Regions from separate parts of the Mus musculus genome. Here all the other regions are linked to region 4. The links are chromatin contacts, called in public HiChIP or PLAC-seq maps. All regions are on one chromosome and are shown on one strand. The core of a region is the stretch at or near the end of the contact, and the rest is flanking DNA. Distances in the headings are between cores, read along the strand shown.

Region 1 (7,398 bases), core at 1,691-4,190, 340 kb after region 4:
TGCCACTCTGACCCTCAGCGATGATCTGACACTCTGCATGGTGCACTCCTCCGAAAGCATCCTTGGCTGCACAGCTCTGACTCTGAGGTGCTCAGCTTCCCAAACCCCTATACACCTGTATTTTATTTCTTTACTTCCTACTGTAAGGAAGAGAGTTCAACAAAAGGATTAGGTTGGAGCCATGCTGGCCTACTGTTTATTAATTGATCTGATTCCCTGTGAATCTTATTGAATACAGCCTGTGAATGGATCTTGTCTGTAGACAGTCAAACCCAGGGTACTTAGGGCAAGTTATATGACTCCTGGGATTTCAGAAGGACCTGGTGCAACTTGTCTCTCCTTGCTTTTGTGGCATCCTCCTCTTCCCTTCACTCACTCTTGTTTTTGTAGCCTTTGAACAAAAATGAACCCTTGATTTATCAACATAGGCATTTTCTTGATCTACTTTGCACGAAGTGGTAGCAGCCGTGGCATAAACCTGGGCTTGCTTCTTAAATGCGGACAGAGCATGTTTGGTCCAATCTCCCAAGAAGGGTGGAGAGACCCGAAGCACTTATGATAGCCATCGCTGTAGCTTCCAGAGGGACGGGGTCCAGCCACACAACTGTTTCCCTTCATCTTTGCTGCTGCTTTAATCTCACTGTCACACCACTAAGGAGGGCAAGTAAGTTCGTAACAGATTTCTGAGCGCTGTAGTTCTTTTATCTCGAAAATTCTTTTATTAGAGAACCACAGCTTACATTTCATGAGTTTTTCCTTAAACATTTCCTAGCCCAGAATCTGTAGGACAAACGGCCCAATAGATTTATTAATAACATACTCCCCACAACACACACACACACACACACACACACACACACACACACACACGAGAGAGAGAGAGAGAGAGAGAGAGAGAGAGAGAGAGAGCGCGCGAGAGCGCTTTGAAGAAAGACCTGAGAGGCGCCAAACTCTTTTGAAGATGGTTAAGGGGCACTCTGTTGACAAAATCTAAAAAGCTCCAAAAAATCCAAACAAGCAAGAATTACTTTTAAAAGGGGGCTCGACTACATTCGCCCCTTGAAAACATAGAAATCCCCTAAATAATATCCTAGATGTTGATTCTCTTTCAGCCCTGTTCCCCAGTCCTGCCAATTCGCCTCCTTTCCCACAAAACTCTGAAGTTGCGACTCTGAAGAAACGGCATCCTTTTTCTTTCGTGGCAGGGGGCGGGTGGGGGTGAGGAGGGAGATGTAGTACAACTTGTTTCTACGCTTCAACTTACAAAACGCGTGCGCTTCCACTATCACCTCTGAGTCCCGCTATTGCTGTGCTAGAGGCATTAATTCATTCATTCACTCATCAAACCTTCGTAGTGCACTACTACACACAATGCGGCGCAAGGTTTCACCCCACGCCAAGGGAAGGGTGGGACGTTCGCTCCCGGGAGCAGGTGCAGCCACTGGCTGTAGGTTAACTTTTCCAGCCGTCTCTCGGTTCCAGGATCTGCTCCGGGCCAAAAGCCTCACCTTCGGGTGTTGCGCGCCCTAGCCCGATCCCGGGCCTCCTCATTCCCAGAGGAGCAGTCCGCACCTGCCCCGGAGGGAACGGCGACAGAGCTCCCTCTCCGCGCCGCCCTAGGGTCAGGGGTAAGATCAGGCGGTAGCTTAGGCTCGCCTGGGCTCCTCCCCTTCCTCTCTTCAGTTCTGACGCGGCCGTAGAGGCGGCGGCGGCAGCGGCGGCGGTAGCAGCAGCAGCAGCAGCAGCAGCAGCAGTCCCGCGGCCCGAGGCGCACCCACCCGCTCGCAGATCGCGACTTCCTCTTCCCTTGGTGCGTCATCAGAACGCGCCGCAGCCTCCCAGGGCGGGGTGGCTGGAGATGGGGAGAAGAGGCCCGGAGAGGAAGGCGCAGAGAGGAAGGGGAAGGGAGGGGGAGGAGAGCGGTTGCTAGGCGACTTACGTCATCGCTGGGCGCCACTCTCCTCCCGCCCCTCTGTGGAGTGAGGCGAGAGCCCCGCACAGAGCGAGAGAGAGACAGAAGCTGAGCTTCGGGCGCTGCCGCCGCCGCCGGGGAGAGCGTGAGAGCGAGTGAGTGAGCGAGCATCCGAGAGACCCGGCATCCGTGCACTGGCCGCCGCCAAGACCTTTGCCGCAGCCCGGGCCATCGGGAGCCGCGGCCGCCGTCGGCTCCCCCCCTTACATTCCCGGCCGGCAGCGGCTGCTGCACACGCCGAAGCCGGAGCCCCAGCCGGAGCCGGAGCCGGAGCCCGAGCCCGAGCCCGAGCCGGAGCCCGCGGCCGGGGGGCAGGGAGGCGGCTGCCGCGGGTCGGGACTCGTAGCTGCTCAGCCGGGAGAGGACGCCCGCGAGGGGCTGGGCTTTCTGCCTCGTCCCGGACTGTGGGACGAAGGACCCCCCGAGGTGTAGGGAGGGGGTCCCGGCCGCCGCGACACATGCGGGAGCCGGGAGCGGGGGCGGCGCCGATCCGAGCCCGCCGGGTCCCCAGCCTTGCCGCTGTCCACACCAGCCGCCCGGGGCCGTAGCATCCCATAGCGGAGTGTATGAACCCCGGCCCCCAGCCCAGGAGCCACCTCCGGGCCGGGGGGGCGGGGACCCCGATGTGAAACGGCCGCGGCGGCGTGGTGAGCGGCCCCGGCGCCGCTGTCCTCTCCTTCCCCTCCCCTCCCCTCCACCCCCTCTGGGGGGGCTTCTCTTTGGGCCTGCCGCCGCACCCCGGCTCCTCGGCGGGACTCCAGGAGTTCTCGGCGCCCCCTCCCCGCCCCAGCCCCCCAGGGCGGTGGGGCCGGGGGGGAACCTGGGGGGCCGGCTGCAGCCTCCGCCCAGAGGAAACTTTACCCAAACAAAATCTTCGAGCTTTCTGATCGTGACTGTCCCGGGACAAGTGGCCCAGGACGGGCTGAAGCCACCACAGTCTGCAGGGACCCAGGAAGAGAAAAAGCGGTGAGCGAGCGGGGCCGCCACCGCCGCCTCTATCCCAGCAGCGCGGAAGAGACCCGGGTAGCTGCTTGGTGGAGCGACGCTAGCACCGCTTCTTCCTCAGTTCCGCGCCTAGCCAGCCTTCCGCAGCTGCCCGCCTCAGCCCGAAGGAGGAAGGGAGCCAGCCACATTGTCAGCGCCACCGCTCGACTCTGAAGCGTGAGTGGACCCGGGGGAGGGGGACATTATAAGGTGACAAGTGGGAGCGGGTGGGTGCTTTGATGCTGGAGTTCGGCTGTTCCTCGGGAGGGTTGGCAGTGGAAACCTTTCCTTTCTACCAATAGGAGAAAGTGTCAGTTTGCAGGAGTAATGCAAGTACTCGGAGTTTTTTCTTAGAGCAGCTGTGTCTCCAGAGTGGACACTTGCACCTTTTTGGACACTAAACTGAGAAAGCCTATGGCCAGCTCTGTCCCATGCCTTTTCCTGGCAACCTTATTCTGGCAGTGGTTTTTGTTTCAGGGAAACTCCCATGGATTCCCACGTGGGAATCACTTGAATCAACCCTTAATTTTTTTTTTTCCTTTCCTAACTATTGTTTTTGAAGTTGCCTTGGATGGGAAGACCAGATTTCATTTTAGTGCATAGGGGAGTTTGGTGCCCCCAACGCTTTATTTCCCAGGTCTACAGAGTCCGATGTGTAGGGTGCTTGCATGTTTCAGTTGGCTCAGGAAAATCCGAGTTCCTAAGATGCACAACCCACTGAAACTTATTTCAGGGAGAGCACTTAATAAATTACCATTTCGTAAAAGTTGCTGCAGCGCTCTCTCTCTCTCTCTCTCTCTCTCTCTCTCTCTCTCTGTGTTGAGGGAGAGAGGGAGTAATATGTTTTAAGTGGTAGCACATTTTTACTAGGTTTCTACTAGGGACTGGAAGGGCATGCATGCAGCTGTTTTTATTTGGCTCTACTTGTCGACCTTGAGACTTTATACTCTTTTAGGAAAACATTTAGCACTCTGAGTGTTAAATTAGAGGTATAGAAAAGTAATGCTCACATATGTAGGTTAAGCTGACCATCCTAAGGCTTAACGTACTGTAGGATTTCATGTAGCAAGGAACATAGGTAGTAGTTTAAGACTGGAATTCTGGTCTATCCAGACAGCTAAATGTGGGCAGAATAAAGATGCTCTGTAGAAATGACTAGAAACTTGGGAGTATCAATTTATCTACCCATCCATCCATCTTAATTTCTCCATTGAGGGTCATGATTAAATTTGTTTGAAAGTTTTTCACATTTCATGTTTGGGACCTGTTCTCCCCTCCTCTTTTTAAATAATGAACCTCCAAGTTTATCATTCTGCATTATATAGCAATGTATTTCTCTTTGACCAGCCTTCTCAATCTTTCAGGATACAGTTTGTTTGAGGAATGCTAAAACACTGTGAATTTACCTTACCTTGCTTTTATAGATTTTGTTTAATCTCTACTATCATCTGTCCCAACTTTTCTTTTCTTCAAGACTGTTTTTCTATGTTACCTTGGCTGTCCTGGAACTATCTCTGTATATCAGGCTGGCCTAGTGTTCACAGATATGCACCTGCCTCTGCCTCCTGAGTGCTGACTGGGATTAAAAGGTATGTGCCCTGACTGCCAGCCACGTCACAGCTTTTTTGAGTAGCTCCCTCCCCCAACCCTCATTTCTTTGGATAACTTTGCCCTCTTTTTGGATCTCCTAGCCTTTTTTTTTTTTTTTTTTTTTTGTTAGATACTTTGTTCTTCATATGATTTCATGAGACACTTTAAATTTTGCTTAAGTGGGAATTAGTATGAAAATATTGAATGGTAAATTTAACTTTAGATTTAGAATAAAACGTGTTTTTGGATCTGCTAACCTTACTTTGCTACCCTGATAAAGTCATATATTCCAGTTTTGAAAAAGATGATATTTGAGAAACTTAGACTTTAATAGTTTGCTTCTTGGAAAGGAGGAGAGTGGTACTTTGAGTTTGTACTGCATCTAATCAGAGGACCTGCTTTGTGTGTAAATTGGTTTTAAATTATGGAAGTACTTTACTGAATGTAGTAATAACAAGACATTTGCTATTTTCAGTCTTTTGAGGGTGACAGAGACAACCAACTACAAATTGCACAAAACTTTAGGAAAGGTTGAACTGGTGGGAAGGCTCTGTGGGTAAAGCTGCTTGTTGCAAGTCTAAGGACGTGGAGTCTGTCTAATGCCCAGAACCACAGGTGGACAGAGAAACTAACCATACAGAGTTGTTCTCTGACCTGTGTCGTATGTGTGGACATGTGGTGGTAGTACAGTTGTAGTAGTAGTAGCAGTAGTAGTAGCAGTAGTAGTAGCAGTAGTAGTAGTAGTAGTAGTAGTAGTAGTAGTAGTAGTGTAGTAGCAGTAAAAAGAAATACATTTCTTAAAAATGTAGGAAAGGGGACATATATTACCATTATTACTCATAAGATCACTCTGTGTCAGGGAATGCAGTTGCACATTTTTATTAGGGAAATACTGATTTTGGATGACCCAGGAATAATTGGAGTGTCTGAGCCAAATCTTGGAAAGGCTCTTTCAGGAAGAAAAGAACATACACAAACAAAATGTTAAGGGCTTAGCGTCAGAATAAGTAAAAGATGAGATCTAATTAGGAAGTTAGCTTGGTAGGAATGCCTACTGAGGGAGGGAAGTTCCTGACTAGAGTTAAGGTCAGTTTGTGCTTGTATAAGAGAATTTGAAAACAGTGTTCCAAAGAAGGTAGTTTCAGGATATTGGGAGAAATTATATTTTAGGACAGACATTATACTGGCTTTAGGATTTTGTTTCATTAGGAGACTAACATTTTTATATTATGGTCATCTAGGGGGCAGCACAGAAGGAGACACGAAAAAGGAAATGTTTTGAATGTTTTTTAGCATGATGCTAGTTTCTTATGAGTAAATCAGAAACAGGGTAGCAGGCTTTGCTTTGGATGTTGAATTTGGGGTTAAGAGCTAGGTATCTGTACAGTTCATGTGTTAGCTCATTGTTTTTCTTTTCCTCCCTCTCTCTTTAAAACTTTTTCCACTTTCTTTCTCTTCTTTTGTCTCTGTCTCTTGTGCCAGGCTGACCTTGAACTTGTTGTGTACCTTTTAACTTGTAACCACCCTGCTTGGACTTCCTGAATGCTAAATGTACTAGTGTGTGCTGCCATTTCTTGTTTTGTAGTGCTGGGGATGGAACCTAGGCCTTTGTGCATGCTAGGCGGGTACTTTACCAACTGAGCTACATCCTTAGGACCTACCCCGTGCAGCTTTCAAGACTGCAAAATAGTTTGAGTAATATGCTGACAGTGTAGGTAGATGGGAGTCATTTTTAAGCCTTTATATTTCTGAGATTACTGATACGAAATTAAGAGCTGAAAAATGAATTTAAAATTTTGGGACCTGAAGCAGATTTGTGTTGGTATAAGCACAGCTATCAAAAGGAGAGACAGTCCCCAGAAGATCAGCTTCGCAGGTGAGTGGGAATGACAGTTGGAAAGAGGAGCAGTCTGTAACATAATGACCATTCAGTCCCAGGACATGGGATTCTGTTTTAGAAGTAGTTAAAGGTTTTCAATAGCACATTTAGATCCTGAGATAGATAAGTTCAGAAAACATAGGACCTTGTTAGGGAACTTATAAATAAAATGGAAGGCCATTACAGTTTCCCTGCATTTTATAATTTTTTTCCCCGAGACAGGGTTTCTCTGTGTAGCCCTGGCTGTCCTGGAACTCACTCTGTAGACCAGACTGGCCTCGAACTCAGAAATACGCCTGCCTCTGCCTCCTGAGTGCTGGGATTAAAGGTGTGCGCCACCACTGCCTGGCTCATTATTATAATCTTAAGCTTGGTCTTAATACTAATGAAGTGGGGCTAAACATTGATGAAAGGGAAGGCTGTTTCTCTTACTTCAGAAATGTGCATCTTTGTGTCCCTACAATGTGTGTTTAGGGGGGACATCCCTGTGTTGGTACAGAAGTATTAGGGATACTTTTTTGTATAAACTTAAAAAGAGCCTACAATTTAGGAATATTTAAACAACACAAACAAACAAACAAACCCAAGCTAGATAATGATGGCACATGCCTTTTAATCTGACCCAGGTAGCTCTGAGTTCAAGGCCAGCCTAGTCTACAGAGTGAGTTACAGGACAGCCAAAGCAACACAGCTAAACCTGGTCTTGAAAAAAACAAACAAAACAACAACAACAAAACGAACAAAAAAGACTATTCAGGCATCTTTATGGTTAGCTTTTGGTATTGGCTTTGATAAGGATAAAAGATTGTGAATAAAAACACGTAATCATTATGATCCTTTGTTTGAATTCATTGTTTTTCTTTGGCTTCTTAAGAGAGCATCCAGTTGGCAGTAATCTCTTGGAATAGATATTTTTAAACAAGGATGTGGGTCTACAATTATTTTAGGGTGAGTAGATAGGGATTGGAATATC
Region 2 (7,378 bases), core at 4,835-7,334, 440 kb before region 4:
TTACTGTAACACCATCTGCACCTGAAACAGAGCCTGGCCAGCAGGCTTAGTGCAACCCAGCTGTCTCTGAGATGCTAATAGCTCTCAGGCTTTCTGAAAACTTCTAAGCAACTTTCTCTGGATCAAAATAGAACATGAAGTTACTTCCCTCTAACATAGACTCTTATCACCACCAAAGTACTTGTCAGAGGATACTGAAACATAATATCTCGGCCAAAAGTGCGGGCCCTGGAGCTAAACACATCCCAGGTTCAAATCCAGCACAGCTACTTTCTTATTGCAGCAGGTGACTTATTTACTTGCAGCAGACCTCGCTGTCTTTCAGGTATAAAGCCAGGCAAAACACTTCACACTCTATAGGATATAGATATGAGTGAAGACCACATGGCACTTAAACGATGTGGACAGTTCTCAACCCAAGTTAGTCATTATTTTTCAATATTGACAAAAAGAGATTAAGCCAAAAATAAACCTCTATGACAGAAAGCTTTCCAAATACTAGTTAATGATTCACTGACCAGAGTTGCAGGTATTACATAATGCTGCACCTGGGATTAAAAAACAAATAAACAAATAAGCATGTTCACTGTACCGTTCTGGTTAACTTTCTGTCAATTTCTATTATCCATACTCTCAGACTTAAGAGTAGAGGAAATCAACAAGGCATGGTATTTTTAAAGACAAAGTTTTCTTCTTCATCCCTAAATCAGGGACGTTCCACTGTGCTATCCCAATGTTTGGTGTTTGCTCAATGACTTTTACAGGCGGCAGAGCCCCAAGCCGGGATGGCCCACCCATCCCACCAAGGCCCCATGCTGGGCCCAGCACCTTCATCTCCACTCTTGGGCAGTCATGAGTGAGTCCAAGCAGACTGGGACTGCCCCAAATGTGGTTCTCACAATAACAGGACAGTGAACGCTTAGGCATTCCATCTGCCATCTTTAGGACTTGAGTAACTTCATGGATAAAAAAGTGGGGCCAGATATGACAACCTCCTCTCCTCCAAAGGCATCATGGGTGACTGTTGAATGCCAACTACATATTGTGGCCACAGCAGAGCCCTCAAACCTCAGTAGGGACAACAAGGCACACATGGTTATCAAAACGCTACAGGAAATTCAGAAAGGAGATGACAGCCACAGCATGGCAATCTAAGACTCAGCAGGGACCCAGCCACGAAGTGCCTGCATGCCAGAGTTGGCATCCATGGTTCACACCACAAACAACACACCGGGCTCGCAGACCCAGCACCAGCCTAGAAGGAGAGTCCCAACGGAGTGACAAGAGAAAGAGACAAGGTCAGACTGCCGGAGACCCCAAAGGCCAGAGCAGGTCAAGGGAATATCACCCTATATATGTGAATCAGTAAGGCGCACAAAGCATGTTATCTTATACAAACGCAGCTACCACTGGACAGCTAAAGAAAAAGTCTGTGTGGTTTCCGCACCACCACCACTTTGGATTCAGGGTCCTGAATAATGGTGGGCGTGTGTGTGTGTGTGTGTGTGTGTGTGTGTGTGTGTGTAACTCTAACAATAAAGTCAAATGGGTTTTTCTTTCCTCTCATTCTGGCAGATAAATAATTTTTTGTGTTACTATACCAAATAATTTCCTAACAGGTGACTACATAACAAAAATACATAAACTGGGCTGGGGGACATAATTCATTGCTATCAGTTGCCTAGCTTGCACAAGGCTGAGGCCCATCCTTTGGACACTAACACACACACACACACACACACACACACACACACGAATAACATCAATATCAGCTTAACCACAGAGCCCATCATACTGAGTTATCTGCCCTGGTGCAGCCCCTTCAGCAAGGGAAAGTGTTTATGTTTTCCATGACCAAGCTTATGAGTTGGCAAAGAAACCACCAAGATGACAAGCACCCTGGAGCTCCTCTGAAGTTAAGTTTAATAAATACCCTACTCTGCCAGTGAGAAAACTGGTAACAAAAAAGAGGTACGCTGGGCCCAGATACAGCCCAGTGACTAGAGCATGTGCTTAGCACATGCAAGGTCCTGGGTTCAACCTCTAACAACAAAAAAAGGGTGACTGAACAGGCTAAGTGGGACTCATCAGGACACAAACCTAGACACTTAGAGACAAGATGGTCCGGCAGCTCGTAACAAGTCAGTTCCGGTTTTTTTGGTTTTTTGGTTTTTGTTTTTTTTCTTTCTTCCTTTTTGGTTTTTCAAGACAGGGTTTCTTTGCATAGCCCCAGCTGTCTTGGAACTCGCTCTGTAGACCAGGCTGGCCTCCAACTCACAGCAATCTACCTGGCTCTGCCTCCCAAATACTAGGATTAAAGGCATGCACCACCACTGAACAACTTCATGGTTTTTGGTTTTTGGGGTTGTTTTTTTGTTTTGTTTTTTGTTTTTGTTTTGTTTTTCGAGACAGGGTTTCTCTCTATAGCCCTGGCTGTCCTGGAACTCACTTTGTAGATCAGGCTGGCCTTGAACTCTGAAATCCGCCTGCCTCTGCCTCCCGAGTGCAGGGATTAAAGGCGTGCACCACCACGACTGGCCATGGTTTGGTTTTGTTTTGTTTTGTTTTGTTTTATGAATGATGAATAACAAGTTGTTAATCACTTACAGTTCCATTAAAAAAAAGTTTTTTAAAAAAAGAACACTTCCAAATAAGTAACTATAAGTAATCAATTTGGGCAAATCTATTGTGCATTGAACACTACACCTTGACATTCCAACTGCACCTCACACTGACAACTTTTAGGCTCCAAAGCCCTTTTCTGGTCTTCCTGAATGGAAGGTATAAGATTTACATGACACCTATAAATATTCTCCAGACTCTTATGACATACACAAGAAAACTTTTGAAAATAATTCTAAGTTCTTGGAAGAGAACTCCTTCCAAATGACCTTCTTTAGAACACTCTGTATCTAAGAGACACACCCCCCTCCTCCCTGCCCATGCAGTGTACCACAGTGGCACAGTATCTAAAGGGCACACATATAGAGATGATAGACGCAGACCGGCACCACTTCCACTTTCACTCCATGTTGATTAAAACACCCTAGCTCTCAGCGTCACCGTGGGAAGTATTCTGGAGTGACACAGTCTCAATCCTAACCAGTTTTGGTTTTGGTTTTTTGGGTTTTGTTGTTGTTGTTGTTGTTGTTTTTGAGACAGGGTTTCTCTGTGTAGCCCTGGCTGTCCTGGAACTCACTCTGTAGACCAGGCTGGCCTCGAACTCAGAAATCCGCCTGCCTCTGCCTCCCAAGTGCTGGGATTAAAGGCATGAATCTTAACCATTTTTATGATTTTTGCACGTAAGTAAAATCCAGCCAGAAACTGGACATTTTATAAGATAACTTTTAAGCCTATAAATGATGTAATTAATGTTACCACAGGCCTTGTCATTTCCCTTCCTGAGCACAATCTATCTTCCACACAAGCAGAAACAAAGACTGCCCATCATTTATTTTCCTGCCTCCATCGCTGCCCTGTTAAGACATAGAGGCTTCAGTTGAGCCCCAAAGCAAAGGTACCTCAGTAAATCTTGCCCCCAGGAATTCTGCTTCCTGGGACACTTGGGAGACGCTCTCACTTGGTAAAAACTGGTGGTTGGAGCCAGGTCCAAGGGAAGACATGTAGCTCTAGCTAACTCAAGGATGAGACAGGAGGATGGCTTGAGTGGAGGACTCTGAGTCAGCACTGCAAGACCTTATTTTAAAACAATAGCAAACACCCAGAATGGAGAGAGAGAGTATATCATGACTATAGTCAAAGCGTCACAGTATCCAAGGTGCCAAGACCAGGAATGATACTCAGCATACTACAGTGCACAGGGAAGCCCCCACAATGAAGAGTTCTCTGGGTCAAAGGTTGCTCGTGCTACTGTTAAGCAACTGATATTCACAAATAGGACTATTTAAAGTAAACACACCAAGTGCTAAGTGTAGGGTCTCAGTTAAAGTTACAACTGATTTTGGCTTTGAGACTTTTGTTGTTTTTTGTGGGTTTTTTTTTCCCCCGGTTTTGGTTTTTATTTCCTCTCTTTTCAAAACAGATGTATTATTTAGAATCAAGGGTTAAAAATTCATTTGGGAATATACATTTAGGAGAAAGGACTACTTGCTAGCAGGGCTTATTCTCAAAGGGTGGGTCTCCTGGAGCCTGCTGGCCTTCCTGAAAGATCTGGGGAAGTGTCTCTGAAAAATCACCTCTGCCTGTAAGCTGTTATTCATTGGCCCTGGTCAAAATGAATATTCCAAATATCTCAAAGCCAGCACTGTTGCCGCTTCAGTGAGAGGGAGAACAGTAAACCTTGAGACTGCAGAGAAGTTAGAATTCAACATCCTGATTTTAATGCTGCTACCAGCATGGGAAGCAATAAACAATTTAAACAGGCAAGCCTAATGTTCTCTTATCACTGCAAACACACACCCCCCAAATGCATTTGGGGTCTCTACTACACTGCTGGTGAAAACAGTCATCAAGATTATGTTTTCAAAATTATGTGTAAGTGGGTACCTTTTGCAAGTCAGTGAGAATTTCTTGCATAACTGAAACATGCAATTCAAGACAAAAGCTTTGCAGTACCACATCCGTTGCAGCCTGAAGCCCTCTATGCTACAGATTCCCAATAAAACGTTAGCAATTATTTTTCCACATGTAATCATTATATCATCGTAGGGGGGTGAAAAAACCTGAAATTCAGGTTCTTAAGTGGGTGTGTTCTAACAGGAATTAAAGACATTTGGAGAAATTCCAAGATTATACTCCTTTAAAGTCACTTCTTCATCCCAAAGCTACTTAGGCTAATGGCAAAGTACCACTCACTAACATTTATGAAATCAATATTCCCATTGTGTTCAACCCTCCAGCCACTTGCCATCCACACCACACCCGCCTGCTTAGAGACAGCCGTGGAGACCCAGAAGCGAGTCCTCCGCCCACCCTGGCCCACTAACGAGCCAAGGAAGTCGCCACTAGCCAGGCGCAAGGCTGTGAGACACACAACCCTGCTGAGGTGGCCTGGACACCCACCTTCTGAACTTGGGGCGGCCCTGACTCACACCCTGTCACATGGCGCGGGAGCCAGGCTGAAGAGCCACCGTTGCCAGGTGTTCAGGCTCGGCACGACCGTTTATTTGCCTTGCAAAGTGACCCGAGCGCTCCTGTGCCATTGGGGGGAAGGCCGGCAACCTCCAGGCCTCTCCTCCCTCACACGCCCACACCCGCCCTGTCACCGGTCCTCCTCACCTGAGTGGGCAGCAGGAGTTCCCCTTCTTCTGCCTGCCACAGCTCCACCACGTTCGGCAAGGGCTCAAACGCTGCACGGACACCAAAAAAACACACCGCGTTTGTAATGCACGGCAAAGAAACGCTTCCTGTTTCCTCGCCCGTCCCCTCGTGCCAACCGCCTGCCCCCAAACAAGTCTCCTTCTCCCCTCGCAGGGCAGGCCACCCGAGGGGTGAGCCGAGGATGCAAATACAATGCCCAGCCGGACCCCGGGGTCCAGAAGATGAGGGCGTGCGGGCTTGGTCAAGACCAGGGCATGAGGCCGCCGCACCAAGCACGGCGCGACCCCCAAGCCACCGGGCTGGGGGAAACAAAGCTGCAGGAAGCCGGGCGCGGCGAGGCACCCGCGCGCCACACAAAGCGGGGGATGCGCCCGGGGCGCAGGGGCCCGCGCACAAAGGCTCCGGGGCGTGCGCGGCTAGCGGTCCCTGAGCCCCACGCTGCCCGCTCCTGGCCCGGCCTAGAGTCGCCGAGGGGACGCTGCGGTCGCAGGGCTGCAGCAGCCCGTCTTCCCCAGCCGCCCGAGTCCCCTTCCTCCGCGAACCCTCACAGATTTCAACAGTTCCCTAAAAGAAAGGGGGGGCGGGGCGGCGGGGACAGCCAGCCCCGACGACGGGCTGACCTTGTCCCTGAGCCCCTCCCGGACGGCAGCAGGACAGCAGGACCTGGAAGACGCCCAGCAGAAGGTTCACGGCAGCGGCCGTGCGGCGGTAGGCGCCGGACTGCGGGCGCCGGAGCCCCGCCATGCTGGTGCTCGCCGCGCTCGCTCGCAGCGATCTTGTTCTCTTGTTTGGTGGCGCCGCGGCCGCCAGGCCGCGCCCCGGGCCCGCCCCCGCGCCCTGGCCCCGCCCCGCCTCCGGGCCCGCCCCCCGCTGTTGGGCCCGCCCCCGCAGCTGTTGGACTGCTGCTCAGCGCCGGCGCGCCGCTTGCTCCCGAGCGCGTGTGCTCCGCAGATAGAAGGGGATGGAACGCGGCGGGGAGCGGAGGGACGAAGACAATGCGAACGCTCACAGCGCGCAGCACGTGCCCGAGGGCCCCCAGAAGCTTGACTCTGGGGGCTGGGGCTCGCGGCCCACGGGGAGAGGGTGTTGTCGTGAACTTTCATGAGGTTCTCTTTGTCGATGACACCCGGGCCACGGTGGGGGCACTAACCCCCCGGGGGGAGGGGTCCTGGGAATGAATCGTAGCCCAGCGCTTGGCCTTGAACAGGATATTAGTGGAAATATTGCTGTGGTTGTCAGGAAACGCGAGTGCAGCCGCACAGCTACTGCCTGTTATGCAGCGAGGATATCCGGTGGCTGCGAGGTCTGTAATTTAGAATAAAAAGCTCTCCCAACACCCGAGAGGCTGACCTCAGCGCCGCGTGGCGGTAATGCGCTCAGCGCCCTCTGTGGAGACGGTCCAAATCCTGACAGGTGGGAGAGCTTAGGTTAGACCTTCAAGAGCCCTGCAGATGGACCTGCAGAATCAGACTGCAAAAGTGAGCCAGCCACTTGCTAAACGTAGTTGAAGTGGAGGGCACAGATCGCCTGCCAGTTAACAATATTAATAAGTAGTGTAAGTCATACTTGGAAATTTATTTTCTGCCTCTGTTTTTTTTTTTTTTAAGTTGATTTGCTGTGTGCAGCAAACGTAGCTCGTATGAAACTCAGAGACTGTGAGCTTCAGGAAGTGATGGTGTACACCTGTCTGCTTACATTGATCTTCTGTTTAATTGCTTCTGGAGCCTTCCAGTCTAGACTATGGGAAAAAATGTAGTCTCATAGCAGGTCAGATGTTGGTCAAGGACAATATGAATGATGGATGCTCTCTTCATAATACCATACTGTGAACCTAATCTCTTTGTCTGGATGTAACTCTAAATGAGGTTAAACCACCTGATTTCTTTGCCATACTTAACACTTGATAAAAGCAAATGTCCACATGGAAATGTCATTTTGCTTTGTCCAACTTGAGCAGCTCCAATTATTTCTTACTCCCCCCCCCCCCAGATTGCTTGGGTGCATCCCTGGCAAGGATGTCCTGTCCTATCCCATTGGACCCTTTTTTTCCTCTTCATTTCACTTCTCTGGGTTTCTATTTGCCCCTCGGATACTGAAA
Region 3 (7,025 bases), core at 2,963-5,462, 290 kb before region 4:
CATCAGAAAGGGGGAATACATGCCTTTACCCACTGAGCCACCTCACTGGCCCAAAAGAGGATACTTAAATTCTGTAGCTCATGACTTGATGCTGCACCATCTGAGTATGGCTGGGGATGACAAATGGTACCATGGCATTGACATCACTCTTGACCTGAAGGAATTTACAGTCTTACTGGGTGGTGAGACCTCAGCATAAATAACAATAGTAATCGCTGTGGATTCAGGCTTCGGGGTGGTCAAGTGTGAGGATGCAGAGGGTGTTTGAGCAGCAGTGGGCTCCCACCCGATGTGTCCAATCACATCACTTTTTATTCTTCAGACCTTTACTCAGTCAGCACGACATGTGCATGACATGAGGCCATCCAGTCATCTCTCTTCACCTGTCCTTTGCTTTCAGATCTCTCTGCCTGCTAATTGCATCTGTTGACTTGAGGAAGTCCTATTAAGTTCTGGCTTAACGTCCTTATTATTGTGGCTTTTCATCACTCTCCCTCAGTAGTTGACCAAGTTGCTCATCTATCTGCCATACAAGCCTATAAGCTCTTCTAGGAAGGAGATCATACCTCTGTCATCTCTATAATATATCCATTATCTAGCACATGCCTGTTGGGGTCAGGTGCTCAAAAAACATTTTTTGAGCTTCGTTATTGTATCATGAATGCTGACTTTTACTAGAGTCTGGATTAGGACATGAAGTTAAAGAATTAAGACAACAACAACAAAAGTCTTAGGGATATTTTAAGCCAATAGTTTAAAAGATCTGAATAATGAACACCATGAAACATTTATGAAATGAACTTAAGGAGCCATTAATAAGTGGAAAATAGTCTGTGTTCACGGATTGGAAGAGTACATAGTAGAAAGATGTCCATACTACTTAAAGTAATCTACAAATTCAATGCAATGCTCACCAAAATCCCAATGACATTTTTTTTCAAAGAAGTAGAAAAAGCAATGCTAAAATTCATGTCTAACCACAGAAACCTCCAAAAAAGCTAAAGCAATTCTGAGGGAAAAGAGCAAAGCTAGAGACATTATATTCTCTGATTTCAACATCTGCTTCAAAGCTATTCCTGACAAAAACAGCATAAAAAGGACACACATTAGTGGAATACAAGACCCGGAGATCATGATGGCACCTGTAATTCCAGCATTTGGCAGTCCAAGGCAGGGAATATAGAATTTAAGGGGAGTCTGGGCTACAAAGTGTGCATAGTGAGATTGTCTCAGAAACAGACAAAAACTCAACAGACCACAAAGAGAATAAGAATACCCAGAAATAAAGCCACACGTTTATGGTTAATTGATCTGTGACAAAGAGGAGGGAGACAATGGGGACAGGAGAGTCTCTACAATAAATGGTGTTGGGAAATCCAGATGTTGACATGAAGATTACTAGAGGCTGACCTCATATCAAAGACAAAGGGCAATCCACACTGGATTAAAGCCTGGAAGCCTAGGACCTGAAGCTGCAAACCCTGCAGGAGGAAGCACGGGAGAGGAACTCATTACACTGGTGTGAGCAATGGCTTTTAGGTCTGAGCCTAACAGCACCCTTGACAAAGCCAAACAGAAGGGAAGAAAATCCACGCCAGCCATGCAGCTACTAAAGCATTGATATCCAAGATGCATAAGGAGCTAAAATAATTTCATAAACTTTTTTTTGTTGTTTTTTTATTAGTCTCTTCACTCGTGTGATAGTTTTGTTTATTAAACAGAAATTTCTTAGCTTAATGTTTTTGCTTTTGTTGCCAAGTTGTGGTACTCATAAAAAGAAATTAAGAAGAATCATTGCTTTTGTAACCTTGAGCCTGAGCTCCTTCTGCCTCAGATCTCAAATGCTGGAATTATATTGGTACAGCAGTGCGGCTGGGCTCAGGCTCCAACCAATCAATGGTGAGAAGACAACCTGGGGCCAATGAGGTGCACAGCAGGTAAAGACTGATTTAGTGGTCTGTTTGGTGGTCAGAGCTCTTAGAGAGGAAGGAGAGAGCCAACCCTGAAGTTGTCCTCCGACCCCCACATACATGCTGAGGCACTTGTACCCCAATAATAGTAATAATAATAATAAATTTAAATGTGATTTAAACATGGGCAAATGATCTAAATAGACATTTCTTAAAAGACATACAGGTGGCCAATAATAATAAAAGAGGTCAACATTACTAACAACCAGGAGAATGCCAATTCAAACCAACCAACCATCAAAAAGACAAGATAAATGTTGACAGGGATGTGAATAAAGGGAGCCTCATCATTGCTGAGGTGAAGGTACACTTGTAGCCATTATGTAAACAGTAGGAAGGCTCCTCACATAATTAAAAATGGTACTAACATATAGTTCATGACTACTACTAGGATTCCCCCCAAAATGAAATTGATTCTCGGGACCCTATCATTGTGACAACATGGAAGAATCTAAAGGACAACTTTGCATTTTATGGACATGGAAGCTGAGGCTGAAGGAAGCAGAACGCTAGGCCCAAGGCTCAAATGGAAGACCTGGAGCAGCAGGATCCGTCCTGCGTCTGTCTGAACTTGTCCCCTGGAACCATTCTACACAGGTGACCAGCAGGATCCAGTCCTGCGTCTGTCCTAGCTTGTCCCCTGGAATCATTCTACACAGGTGACCAAGAAAGTCATGCTCCGAATGGACAAGTTAACGTGTCATTCCACAGTCTTTACCGGGATTCAGCCTTGAGAACTAACAGGGCAACTCGGCTCACAATGTTCCAAGGAGCCAAGGAGCCGGAGTTGCCCCAGGCAGTCTGAGGAGAATAGATGGTGAGAAAAGATGGCCAGCATGGTCTCCTACTCCTTCCCTCCCCGAGCGCACATGCAGTTCTGCAGATTCCTAGTTTCTGAAGTTCTGTGGTAGAAAAGTCTATTTCCTTTCTAGGTGTGTCAGTTAACAAACTGTGCAGTAGCACTCTCAGGCCCAGTGATGTAGACACAGGAGGGAGTAGGGGAGGCAGGCTGCGGGTAAAGACAGAACGAGGAGAACGAGGCAGGCTGCAGGTCCTTTCTGAAACAAAATGCAAGCTTTGCTTTTCCTTAAGAATGTCTGAATGCCCTTTTTTTTTTTTTTTTTTTTTTTTTTTTTTTTTTTTTTTTTGGTTTACTTTTAGGTCGCTTCCTCTTGGGAAGCCAAGCAGTGAAAACAAACATAGGTAAAAAGCGCCAGGTAATAAATCAGAGGGAGGGGCAACCACATTCCGGTCTCTGAGCCCAGGCTACACCTCTGGGCTTCATCCCCAGCCCCGCCCAAACCCATTTCCTTCTCCACCCAGAGGTCTTAGGCACTGTTTTCCAGCTCTGCACAGCTGGCTGACCACACAGCTTGCCCTGTGGACTGACCCCCACAGATCTCCCACTCCTTGCAGGAGTGGAGGCAGAGAGGTATCTGAATTCCGTTTGTGGGACTGCCACCGCCCAAGCCCCACAGATTTCACAGAAATACAAGAATTTGCCAGACGCAAGGCTCTTTGCATTTGGGTTAGACAGGAGTCCTCCAAAGACACACCCACCAAAGTGAGAATCTTTTTTAAAAAATTGTCGTTGTACTGTTGGTTTTTCTCCCGCCCCTGCCCCCCCCCCTTCTTGTTTCAGCTTCTCACTGGCTGCATTTATCAGGAAAAGGGGGGAGGGGAGGAGGAAAGAAAGGAGGAAACGGAAGAAGAAACATTTGGGAAGAGCCTACAGAAACTAGCCCAACAAAATAACCAGAAGCTCCCCACCTGCTCGTAAATGCAGGATTCCGATTGGCAGGAGCGCTTGCCAGGTAGCCCCTTAGCCACCGAGTCAGGGGACAGCGCCCACTCCTTACCGACTCGGAAGATCAGGTCGTCCTCGATGGGGTTCTCTTTTCGCTTGCCGGTGCTGTACATGCTGGCAGGTCTCTTCACAGCCTTCTGCTTGACGTGCCCGCTCCCCGGGGACTTGACTCGTCGCTTCACGCCCTCGGTGGTGGGGGACACGTCGGCAGAGCGGATGACCTTGAGCTTAAACGGGCTGCCTCGGATATGCTGGTCGTAGAGCCTGAGGGACAGGGTGAAGTCCCCCTCCTTCTGCACAGTATACAAGAACTCGTAGGTGCCGTTCTTGTTGTCCAGGATCTCTCCGTCGGCCACGCTGCCGTCCGGGGTGCTGAGCTCAGCGGTGAGGTATGCGTTGCCTGTCTTGCACAGCTCTCCGTCTTTGTCCTTGGTGGTTATAGTAACGGACATGGGCTGCCCGATGATGGTCTGCCGCAGCCCCTCCCCCGTGGCCACCGTCTCAGAGGCGACCGCGTTAGTGGTGAGGATGGTCCCCAGGTTGTGGATAGACTTCTTCAGTCCCTCCGTTTCCACGATAAAATCCAGCTGGTCGTTCTCGCGCGGGTGCAGTGGGAAGTCCTGGTCCGCCAGTTCGTTCAGCTTCTCGCTCATCTGCTTCTTCACCAGCAGCACCTCCGTCTCCGTGCCATGGTTGAGGGCCTGAGCCGTGAAGTTGCTGCAGCTCTTAATGCTTTCCTGGCCTTGGAGCAGGGTATCCAGCTGCGACTGCAGCACCTGCCGGGGACACAGAGGCAACGAGCGCTTCCTACAGGACACCGTGCAGCCTGCAGGACACTTGGCTAGGAGCTGGGGCAGAGCCCTCCTCCCAAAAGAACCAACCTCTACGCCCGCCCACTCAGGTGGCTCGGAACCATCTGCATTCCATTTAACCCAGTGAACCCATGCAGAACGCTAAGTTGCATTTCCAGTATCATCTGGAGATTTCCCTTCCGCCTCACCCTGCCTCTCACCCACACGTGCATTTCTTAGGTCATCTGTTTACCTGGGGCTAAGAGAAGAAAGGACGCTACCAACAGCAAACAAATTGTCTGCTTGATGCGAATTAGTCATTACCCAGTGGCCTTTCCCTAGCGTTTAGAGCTGCCAGTCACGACCTCAGGGAACAAAACCCAACCATTTGAGAAGTCTCTACACCTGAATACCCGAAGCTCTCCACCCTGGCTTGGTGAACAGACTTGCAGAGCCAAACAAAGGCGGCAGTCAGGTTCGCTTTGAAGTTGAGGAACAGGTTGGTGTGGGTGAGAGAGAGAGCAGTGAAGAGGCTCCTCCACCCTATAATTAAGGAAGGAAAACATTCCAGGCGACCTTAAGCCCTGAAAGCATTTCTATATGCAACCTCTCCTTAGGGAGAACTATAAGTTGCGACAGAAAGTTCACGGAATCCGAGTTTGGTTGAATATCTACTAAATGTAAAGGGCACTGTTGGTCCCCAGGAAGTACAGTGGTGTAGGTCCATTCCTGCTACCGCCACTGTTAGAACGCAGTAAGCAGGCGCTGGGAGTGCAGTCACCCCCACTCCCCCCCCCCCCAAGAAGCCTGCAGGACTGCAGAGCCTTACTTTGTGTTTGAGACCATAGTTGACCTCCAACTCCATGAGCAGCACGCTCTTGCGAACATTTAAAGTCTTCTGCAGCTCATCAAAGGTGGAGTGGATGTCATCCACAATGCTGGCCTTTTGGTTGGTTAACTGATGGATGATTTCTGAGATGAACTGAAGAGCAGAATCTATTTCTGGGAGTCTGAGAGACAGGAGAGTTGTTAGTGGTCATTATTTAACTTCTACCTAGGAATACTCCAAAGCCTGCCTATACCTTCAGTCTCTAAATGCAAGCGCTTTTTACTATGCTGCTTGCATCACCTTTAAAAGGAAACATGAAGGAACAAGTGAGTCCTTCAGGGTCACCTCTATTTAAATCTCCCTTCAACCATCTGGGTTAACTATTGATGGTGCAAAGGTCTTGGCGGAACGGTTATGGCCAGATAGTCCTTGTAGCAGAGGATGCCCTGTGCATATAGGATGCTTAACAGAGTTCCCTCCTCTACTCCACATCTATAGCATATTCCTACACTGTTGCTAAGACACCTAAAATGGGTTTAGGTATCACCAAATGTGTGTGTGTGTGTACAGAATTGCCCATGGTAGAGAACCGCTATATTCTAAGTGTCTAGCTATATCTTTTTTTTTTTCTTCCAACAACATAAACTTTGAAGAATTCAGAGTACCTGGAGAACTCTTGTAAGTTTTCAAGTTCCTTCAGGTAACATTGAACAACTATGCTTTTCTCCCTAGGACTGTTGACAGTAGGACTATTGGCTATTTTGTTTTACAGCAGGTTGTTAACCTCCTTTTTAGTTTCTCTCATATAGGACATGACTACTATATTCATTTGTGTCCATACCAAAAGGGGAAAAAACAAAAACCAACCCTCAAGACAAACAGAGGAGGAAATTTGAGCAACCGCTGCTCAGCACCATTGTGCAGGGCTCAGGCTGAGAGTAGCTGTCCCAGCTACCACCACAGGCAGAGAAGTATGTCAGCAGCTCTGATTTCAGGCAGGAATTTCTGGGATCACATGATCAAGAAGAACATAGGATTTAGTTATGCATACAGGCTAGCATGACCGTAGCTACCATCTCAGAGACGCTGGATGTCAGGCCAGGCCTCCCATGGGATGGGGAGTCTGGAGGGGCACGGTACCTTTTGTTGACTGCGTCCAGCTGGACCTGGAGCGAGGCCTTGTGCTGCTCCACCACATCCTTCAGCGGGACTGTGGGGTGCTCCGCGTGCTCCCCCTCCGTGCACTCCCGACACATGGCGGTCTCACAGGACTGGCAGTAAAATTCCATCACCTGTGGGTAACACAGAGAGCTTACCCTGCAGGAAGCACATATGCATTCTCCCATCACACCCGGTCACTAAAGCTGCTGTGGTTACAGTGCCCAAATGTTGATATGGCAGGCCTCAAACAGGTGCATGCGACACCAAAAGCCACTGCTATGGCTCTCAAGCACTTTGGTCTCTGAACCTCTCTAAGCTCTTTTAAAAAGTGCTGAGAACTTCAAAAGGGCTCTCTGAGCCAGGCATGGTGGGGGAAGTCGTTAGTCCCAGGAGGCAAAGGAAGATGGAGTTTAGTAAGTGCCTGGCCGACCCGGTCTACATAGCAAGTTTCAAGGCAGTCACAGCTA
Region 4 (6,807 bases), core at 3,283-5,782:
AAAAAAAAAAACTGCCAAAGATTCAGCAATAAAACCAATTTGGAAATCTCCCATTAATCAATGAAGTAGTGCCTGCTATAGGAGCAGGAGCGTTGCCTTTATGAATAAACTACTTGTTCACCAAGAGCTTCCTGGCGTTCTTGGACGGTGTATACCAGCCCTTGGGGAAACTGCCCAAATTGCTGAGGCGTTAGGTGCTTAGTGACCCTGCCTTTTTCCAGTCTGGACATGTTTCCGCCCATCACTGGGTCAAAAGGCATCTTCCATGTTGAAGGGAGCAGATAGGGCACTTAAAGAAGACAAGAATGGCCCAGCTTGTTTCCCTGGAGCCAGGGTCACCATGTTCCTGTTCCACAGGGTGATGCGCTTCCCCCAACTAGAGGAACGTGTGCCAGACAGGTTATGTCACCACACTAGACTTCCATTTTCTCCTCCACAGAATTACAGTACATTAACTGACTCCCTTGACCCCTTCAGATGCTGTCACCTTGGATTCTAGAAAAGCCACTCTTCAAGAGGCCGGAAACTTGTCACCTGCAACTTCAGTTCCTGACACTGCTAGCAAAGGAGATGTACAAGGACACACTGTCCCTATCAAGCCCACCACATGCCTAGCCCTTATACGTACAACTCACTTATCTTGAAGATTTGTATGTTCATGGACCTACAGATGTTTGGTTTTGGCTATATACTGGTTATTACTAACGCAATTCAAAACAAAATAGCTTCACTTCTTCTCATAAGGAGCCAGGGAGTGATAGGAACCTACGGAAGGCATTCGTACAGTGTCCCAGTGTGTGACATGACTTCTCTGGCTCTAATTATCCACTTATGTCATCGCTGTTAGAGCCTCAACTTGCAGACACGAGCGGATCCCACAACACTTGGTTAGGCAGACATGAACCGCCTGATATCATTAATTCAGACATTATGAACCACTGTACACACAACTGGTGGGACTTCCTGGGGAGCAAGAATTGAGTCTAGAAACATCTAGAAACATCTCAGAGGCCAGCTCTGCCACTTCCTTGAGCTGCAATCTGAGAAGGGTGGTTGACCTCACTTCAATTTCAGCATGCTTCAGCTATGAAATCGGAGAACGGCTTTTCCATGGGCTTGGGTAAGAAAAATGTGCAAAAGCAGGAATGTAGCTAACTTTTTCTAATAATCATTGCTCATATGCACAGCTTCCCTTCATCTTCACAAATAATATATTTGACTTAAAAACACGTGGGGAAAGGGACACTGAATTGATGGCTCAGTGGCTAAAAGTGAATACTGTTCTTTCGAGGAGTTGGTACCTAGGCCAAGTGGCTATAACTCCCTGTAACTCCAGGTGCAGGGGATCTGACACTTGAACTCCAAAAACATCTGCACTCAAGTATACATACATACACCCATACACACACATTACATATATGTACTTATGTACACGTATACACTCATACATACAATTAAAAATTTCTTTAAAAAGGAAGCGTGTCTTGAGTTTACAGATGAAATGCCTAAGTTCTGGCTGCTAGAAACGCACGTTAATACCTTCACTCTGCTACCAAAGTCTGTGAATTGTGAGATTTTTCCCCCCTCTTTTAATATTCAGTGGCCATCAGGCCGGGGGCACACACCTATAATCCCAGCACTCAGGAGGCAGAGGCAGGCGGTTCTCTGTGAGTTCAAGGTCGGCCTGGTCTACTAATGGAGTCCAGGACAGCCCGTCCTACACACACACAAAAATCCCTGTCTCAAAAAGAACAAACAAAAAAATTCAGTGACCACATGTTAAATCGTCTCTATGATATAGGACAGATATTTTTATGAAATAGTTAACAGTCCAAGGTTTGTTTGTTTAATTTATGGTGCTGGGGATTGAACTCGGGCCCTTATGCATGTCAGCCAGGCAAACCTCCTCAAATGCTCATCAAATAGCCCTGTCTTTCTTTACTTTAGACCTGGGCATTCAACCCATGTGCTCAGGGTGTTTTCATCCCCTGACAACTTAACTGCTGAACAGAAAATGACATTTCCCACTATTATTTTGACACTTAAGAAACCATTCTCGTGATTTTACACGTAGAGTTCAATGGCATCGGTGCATTCAGCTGTCCCCGCTAGGTGATTTCTACGTCAGTGGAGTTTCAAGGATGCCTCTGAGCTGACTTCTGGTTCACTAGGATGGAGCTGGCTTTTAGAGGAGTTTTCATAATTATCATTAGGGGCATAACCAGGCTGTCTTCCTAGCTGGCACCCCTAAAGCTGGCATGACTCACTGTCAATTACAGTTTATGGTTACATTTGAACTCTTTTTTTCAAGACTGTACAGGTAATTTTGGCAGTTTATTCTCACACATTTTATATACTTCTGTGCATAAAGGAACCCTTTTAAAGTTTCTAACTCTCCAAATCACTTCCGGTTCCATAGCTACCCATGTATTTCTATATTATCCCCACCCCGCCCCCACCCACACAGAACCTCACAAATGCCAGGCAAGTTCTCTACCTCAGAGCCCTGAACTGGATCCCCAGCACTGGGCAAGGGGATAGAAAAGAGGGTAAACTAAAAACTGGTCTGGAAAGTAAGACTTCACTCTGTTTCTGGTGCTTACAGTAGGCGTAGCCTTAACCCCTCAGTGCCTTTGTAGAAATACTAAATGAAGAAACTGAATCATCAAAGGTAGTGGGATATCCCCAGTCACTGTCTTCTCACACCCACACCCCAAAGGACTAAGACTTTTGTTTTTTGAGTACTGTGCTGTGCACAGTAGAAGTACCAGATAAGAGCTAGCAGAAGTTAAGAAGAGACACACATGAACTTGCATTGATATGATTCTATGACTCTTGCCCAGCCTGAGAGAAGAAAGTCACTTTAAGGAGTTAAAGGAACAAAGGGGGATGTAGCTTTCTGTCCCTGGTCCCTTTCTCTGGCAACCCCCTCCCATAATTGTTAAAGATCCTAGCTCTACCTAGAGAGTTGGCTCACCAGCAAGAGCTTTTGTTCCTGTTGCATCCTTACTACTAACACTAGGCAGGGTTACCAACGTTAAAGAGGTGGTAAGAAAAGAAGGGCACAGATGGCATCCCATCTCTTTACAGTCACACGTGGTATTAAAGTTGAGGACTCGGAAAAAAAAATAATTCTACCATACTTTCCATAATAGAGATGACTCCACACAATCTCAAAGACACCGAGAGAAATGCAGGTGATGCAAACACCCCGACACATGACATGGTCCCCTGCCTCTCACAGTTGGCAGTTGGCAGCAGAGACAATGGAATCAGCCCCGATTCTGTCTGGGAACCTTCAACTATCCCATCAATCTCCCTAAGACAAACACAGGCAGGCTTGTATTTAACGTCTCCCCTACAGCGAGGAGGCCGTTAAATGCAGAGCTGTCACCAATAGGCTTTCTGATGACAGAACCCATCTTCAAGTCTGCTGAGTGATAACCACCACCGGTCATCAGAGGTGGGGTTACTGTCCCTCCCGCTGGGGATGCTGCTCTGCTGCTCAGCTCAGCATCTTTTAACTCCAATTTCAGTGAGGGATGCTATGATCAAGAACTTAACCTTCAGCGTATGATCAGCCAGCACACAGGGTTAGAATAAGACCATTCCTAAGGGTTCCTGGAAGAGCTGTGTGGCCCCTAGCTCTAACCAGAGCTTTCTCAAAGGAGGGTCTGCACGCTCTGTTCAACAGTAATAAAAAGTGACACAGAGCCAGATGGCTTTCCTCTTGCCTCTTGACATGTGTCACAGATGAGCCTGAGCTGGGAGTGCAGCCCGTCCACCTGAGGAACTGAGGAAGAGGCTAAGCTACATACACAGTATTCTTAGTTGGGAAAAGAGAGAGAGGGCTGGGGGAAGTTCCCGCCTTTCGTTAATACTATTCTCTTCTCTCTACTCACTCCTTAAGGAACATCTCTCCACCTCGACCTGTCTTTTCAAACCCTTTCTTGATCAAGAAATACAGTCAGTTTGCGAGCAGCAGTCTTACCTGGCCCTTCAGCCGGCCTAGAGTACCCACGACGGCAGGTTTAATCTGTCACGTCACATAAACAAACATTCACAGCTGCCTGTTTCTGATAGCACATTTCCAGTCTCTTCTCCCCTAGTTCCCAAACCAGGAAGAATAGGCCCAGGAGAGCCGAAGGATGCTCTCGGAGAGACAGAAGCTCCAGGAAGACAACGGGGACTAAAGAGGGTGCTCGCAGGGTGTCCAACTCAAAGTAGAATTTCTTTAAACACTAGCTCCAGGTCTTTATGAAACTCGCCCGGAACAGGGGAGGGAGGGAGCACCCAGAAAGATTTCTTTCCAGTCAGGATGGACGAAGTCCCAAGTCTTGCCCACTACCTCTTTCGGTCTCTAGCCCCTCGCTTTGGCGAATCCACTCACCAAAAGGCCCTTGGCTCCGCCGGCTCCCGAGGCGCTTAGCCCAAGCCCCCCGAGGCTACCAGCGTCCCGCAGCTGCGCAGCCCAGGATCCCGGGACAGCAGACGAGCTTCGAATGGGCGGTCCCCGCACTAGCTCAGAGGCCGCCTTATCTGGGCCGGGAAGGCGCGCGTCCGCGGCGAAGAGACGCCCACACGCGCCACGCAGGATCCCTAGCAGGGACAGTAGGGACAACCCTCCCGGGAAAGGATGGACTCTCAGCTTCCATGAGTGCCCCGCACTCTCCAGTCTCGGACCATCTCAGAGGCCATGGAGGCCAGCCGCGAAACCCCTGGGGCTTCTTCTGTGCCTATCCGACCGGGGGTGGCTCGTCCTGTCCAAGCTTCCCCGCCCAAACCGGGGTCCCAGCTCTCTATGGAGCTCGTGGTTCACGGAACAGTGGCCGCCAGCCGCTTGGACCACCGCTGCGGCGATACCGTGTAGTCCCCAGCGTGGGCTCCTGGGAGAAGGGCTCTCGGCCGCACTGCGGTTTTGCACCGAGAGAGGGGGAATGAACCCGCGACAGAAACGCAAAAAGGAGTCTCTGGGGCTGGGGAACCGTCACGCTCGGGGACCATGGGTGACTGCCAACCCGCCACTCCACAAGCGCCGACGCCACTTCGGAGGTGAACTTCCAGGGAGGTGTGCAGTCATTGGAAGTCTACCCCCACATCACTATAGCAGGAGCGAGTCCTCGCTAAAAGGGACTTCTGTGACCTGCGCGACCCGCATAAGTGCCACGAAAGCTAATCAAACCTCCGAGGTCCCACCCGCGGACAGCGCTACACCGAGCTCAGGGTCCGATGCCGAGCCAGTCGGGCGCATATGCGCCTCGGGGCACAGGGCCTGCGCTCCAGGATCAGGTCCCCGGAATCCGGAACAGAGCTCGCGCTTCACCGCATCCTCCCCGCGCCGCTGCTCAGCCCAGCATCCCGAACCCAGCCTGGCAGCCCGGGCCCTAGCTCCCGTCGTCCCGCACTCACCGCGCCCCCGCTCCCGGCGCCCGCGCAGCCTCCGCCCGCTGTCCCGGCGCCGCCGTCTCTCCGCAGGACTGCAGGCCGGGGACGGTGAGGGGGCAGGGCGGTGCGGAGGGGCGGGGCCGCTGCAGGTAACAATGCTGCCTACCCGGCTGCTCCTCCAGCCGGCCGCAAAGGACAGCACGCCCTTTCCTGCTCTGCTGCTTCCCTCGCTCCCCCTTCAACCCGAACAGCACCGCCACTGAGCTCGCCCTCGCCAGCTCCGGGCTCCCGAGACTCGAAAGCCGCCGCCCAGCACGCTGCTCCTGGCACCTGAAGACCAGCTCGGGGCTGGGCGGGCAACCACAGAGGACGATGGAAATTGCTGCAGGGAAAAGATGAGCCTTGGTGTCCTAATGGAGCGAAGTGGGAGGCGCCACGGTCGCTACTGAGCAGGTCACCGCCTTCCACAAAAGGAACCTCTGCGGCAGTCTCCTGGACACCCTATCCCGCGCACACGCAAGAACACCCCACGCACATTCGTAGGCACGCATGCACCTTTATATCACACACACACATTCACACACCTCCGCTCCACTCCACAGCTTCTCTTTGGAGCTTAGCGCTTCTCAGGAGGTCCAGAGCGGTGTAGAGGTCTGATCCCCTGTGGAGCACGTCTCTTCTCCCACTTGTTTTCCCACCCTTTCTTTCCCCTTCCCTCCCTTCCCCTTCCTCTCCTTTATTTTCTTTTGTCTCAATGATGGTAACAAACTTTTGAGCTTTATTAAAGAAGAAGAAAAAAAAAAAAGCCTAGCAGAACTGAATGAAGGGGCTCTGTCTGGGAACTGGGAAAGAGCCCGCCCACTCACTGAAGGAAACAGGGAAGTCAGTCTAATCGCATAAATTTTTTTTTTTTTTTCAAAGTGACTTGCGAAGACGCCAGGCAGAGAGCGAAGTGAGTAGTCAAAGAAAACTTACTCTGGACAAACCGGCTGCTGGCACCTCAGCTGCCGGGGTGGGGAAGCGCCCTCTGCGGGAATGAAGTCATCCTACCCTTTTCTGGGTGCGCCCAGATAACCGACCAGAGCTTTCCTTTCCCAAGCTCTGGGGTCTAAGGACTTCCAGACACTCCACCAGGTCCTCAAGTCCTGGGCATCATTCCTCGCCTCCTTCTGCGGGTCTTGCATAGGAAAAGAGAAGTACTAGTCCAAACCAGCCCAGTATTCAAGACCCCAAAACTGTGGCAGCCTATATCTTGGTTCTTTGGCCATTAATATAGTTCACAACCCACAAACACTGAAAATATCAAGGCAGGTCTCAGGCTGGGAGCACAAGTTAGTTCAAATGAATATTGATCGGTACTCAGGTAAAAGAGTATTGAGTATTCAGTGTGAGCATGGCCTTTCCCTTTTTATTTTATTGTTT

Evidence for each region. HiChIP or PLAC-seq counts read pairs in DNA pulled down with a chosen protein or histone mark.
Region 1: a contact with region 4 is called in an H3K4me3 HiChIP or PLAC-seq map of embryonic stem cells, with 11 read pairs. The contact joins the promoter of Fbxw7 here to the promoter of Fhdc1 in region 4. A contact is called at or near these places in 2 of 39 promoter capture datasets (erythroid cells and neutrophils), 2 of 484 Hi-C or Micro-C datasets (both in embryonic stem cells) and 2 of 115 datasets of contacts at active chromatin or transcription factors (embryonic stem cells and pancreatic cancer cells).
Region 2: a contact with region 4 is called in a FOXA1 HiChIP or PLAC-seq map of pancreatic cancer cells. The contact joins the promoter of Tmem131l here to the promoter of Fhdc1 in region 4. A contact is called at or near these places in 1 of 39 promoter capture datasets (erythroid cells), 1 of 484 Hi-C or Micro-C datasets (erythroblasts) and 1 of 115 datasets of contacts at active chromatin or transcription factors (pancreatic cancer cells).
Region 3: a contact with region 4 is called in an H3K4me3 HiChIP or PLAC-seq map of embryonic stem cells, with 17 read pairs. The contact joins the enhancer-like site here to the promoter of Fhdc1 in region 4. A contact is called at or near these places in 12 of 39 promoter capture datasets (the 3T3-L1 cell line, the HPC-7 cell line, cranial neural crest and 6 more), 21 of 484 Hi-C or Micro-C datasets (the AML12 cell line, adipose-derived mesenchymal stem cells, bone marrow-derived macrophages and 11 more), 3 of 115 datasets of contacts at active chromatin or transcription factors (embryonic forebrain, embryonic stem cells and stem cell-derived neural progenitor cells) and 5 of 9 other capture datasets (adipose tissue, embryonic stem cells, liver and 2 more).

What each region holds. Positions count from the first base shown.
Region 1 is chr3:84,812,637-84,820,034 of GRCm38.p6, forward strand. Fbxw7 (F-box and WD-40 domain protein 7) reads left to right here and starts at 2,941. Exons shown (of 14, transcript NM_001177773.1): 1 at 2,941-3,133. Gm35486 (predicted gene, 35486) reads right to left here and starts at 1,797. Exons shown (of 1, transcript NR_165832.1): 1 at 1-1,797.
Region 2 is chr3:84,034,077-84,041,454 of GRCm38.p6, forward strand. It overlaps Tmem131l (transmembrane 131 like), which reads right to left and starts at 6,085. Exons shown (of 35, transcript NM_172681.4): 1 at 5,901-6,085; 2 at 5,239-5,309. The coding sequence starts at 6,024. It overlaps Gm30352 (a long non-coding RNA gene), which reads left to right and starts at 6,145. Exons shown (of 4, transcript XR_867387.3): 1 at 6,145-6,835.
Region 3 is chr3:84,186,684-84,193,708 of GRCm38.p6, forward strand. Trim2 (tripartite motif-containing 2) reads right to left here. Exons shown (of 12, transcript NM_001271727.1): 4 at 6,538-6,689; 5 at 5,398-5,578; 6 at 3,830-4,553. Among named protein-coding and RNA genes, the nearest start is that of Mnd1, 34 kb to the left of the region's middle. Within about 2 kb of position 4,213, at least 97 of the 459 cell types and tissues checked have an H3K27ac peak or open chromatin away from gene starts, as enhancers often do. A contact at or near this core is called in adipose tissue, embryonic stem cells, nephron progenitors and 3 more, where this site is marked.
Region 4 is chr3:84,474,959-84,481,765 of GRCm38.p6, forward strand. Fhdc1 (FH2 domain containing 1) reads right to left here and starts at 4,533. Exons shown (of 12, transcript NM_001205355.1): 1 at 4,391-4,533.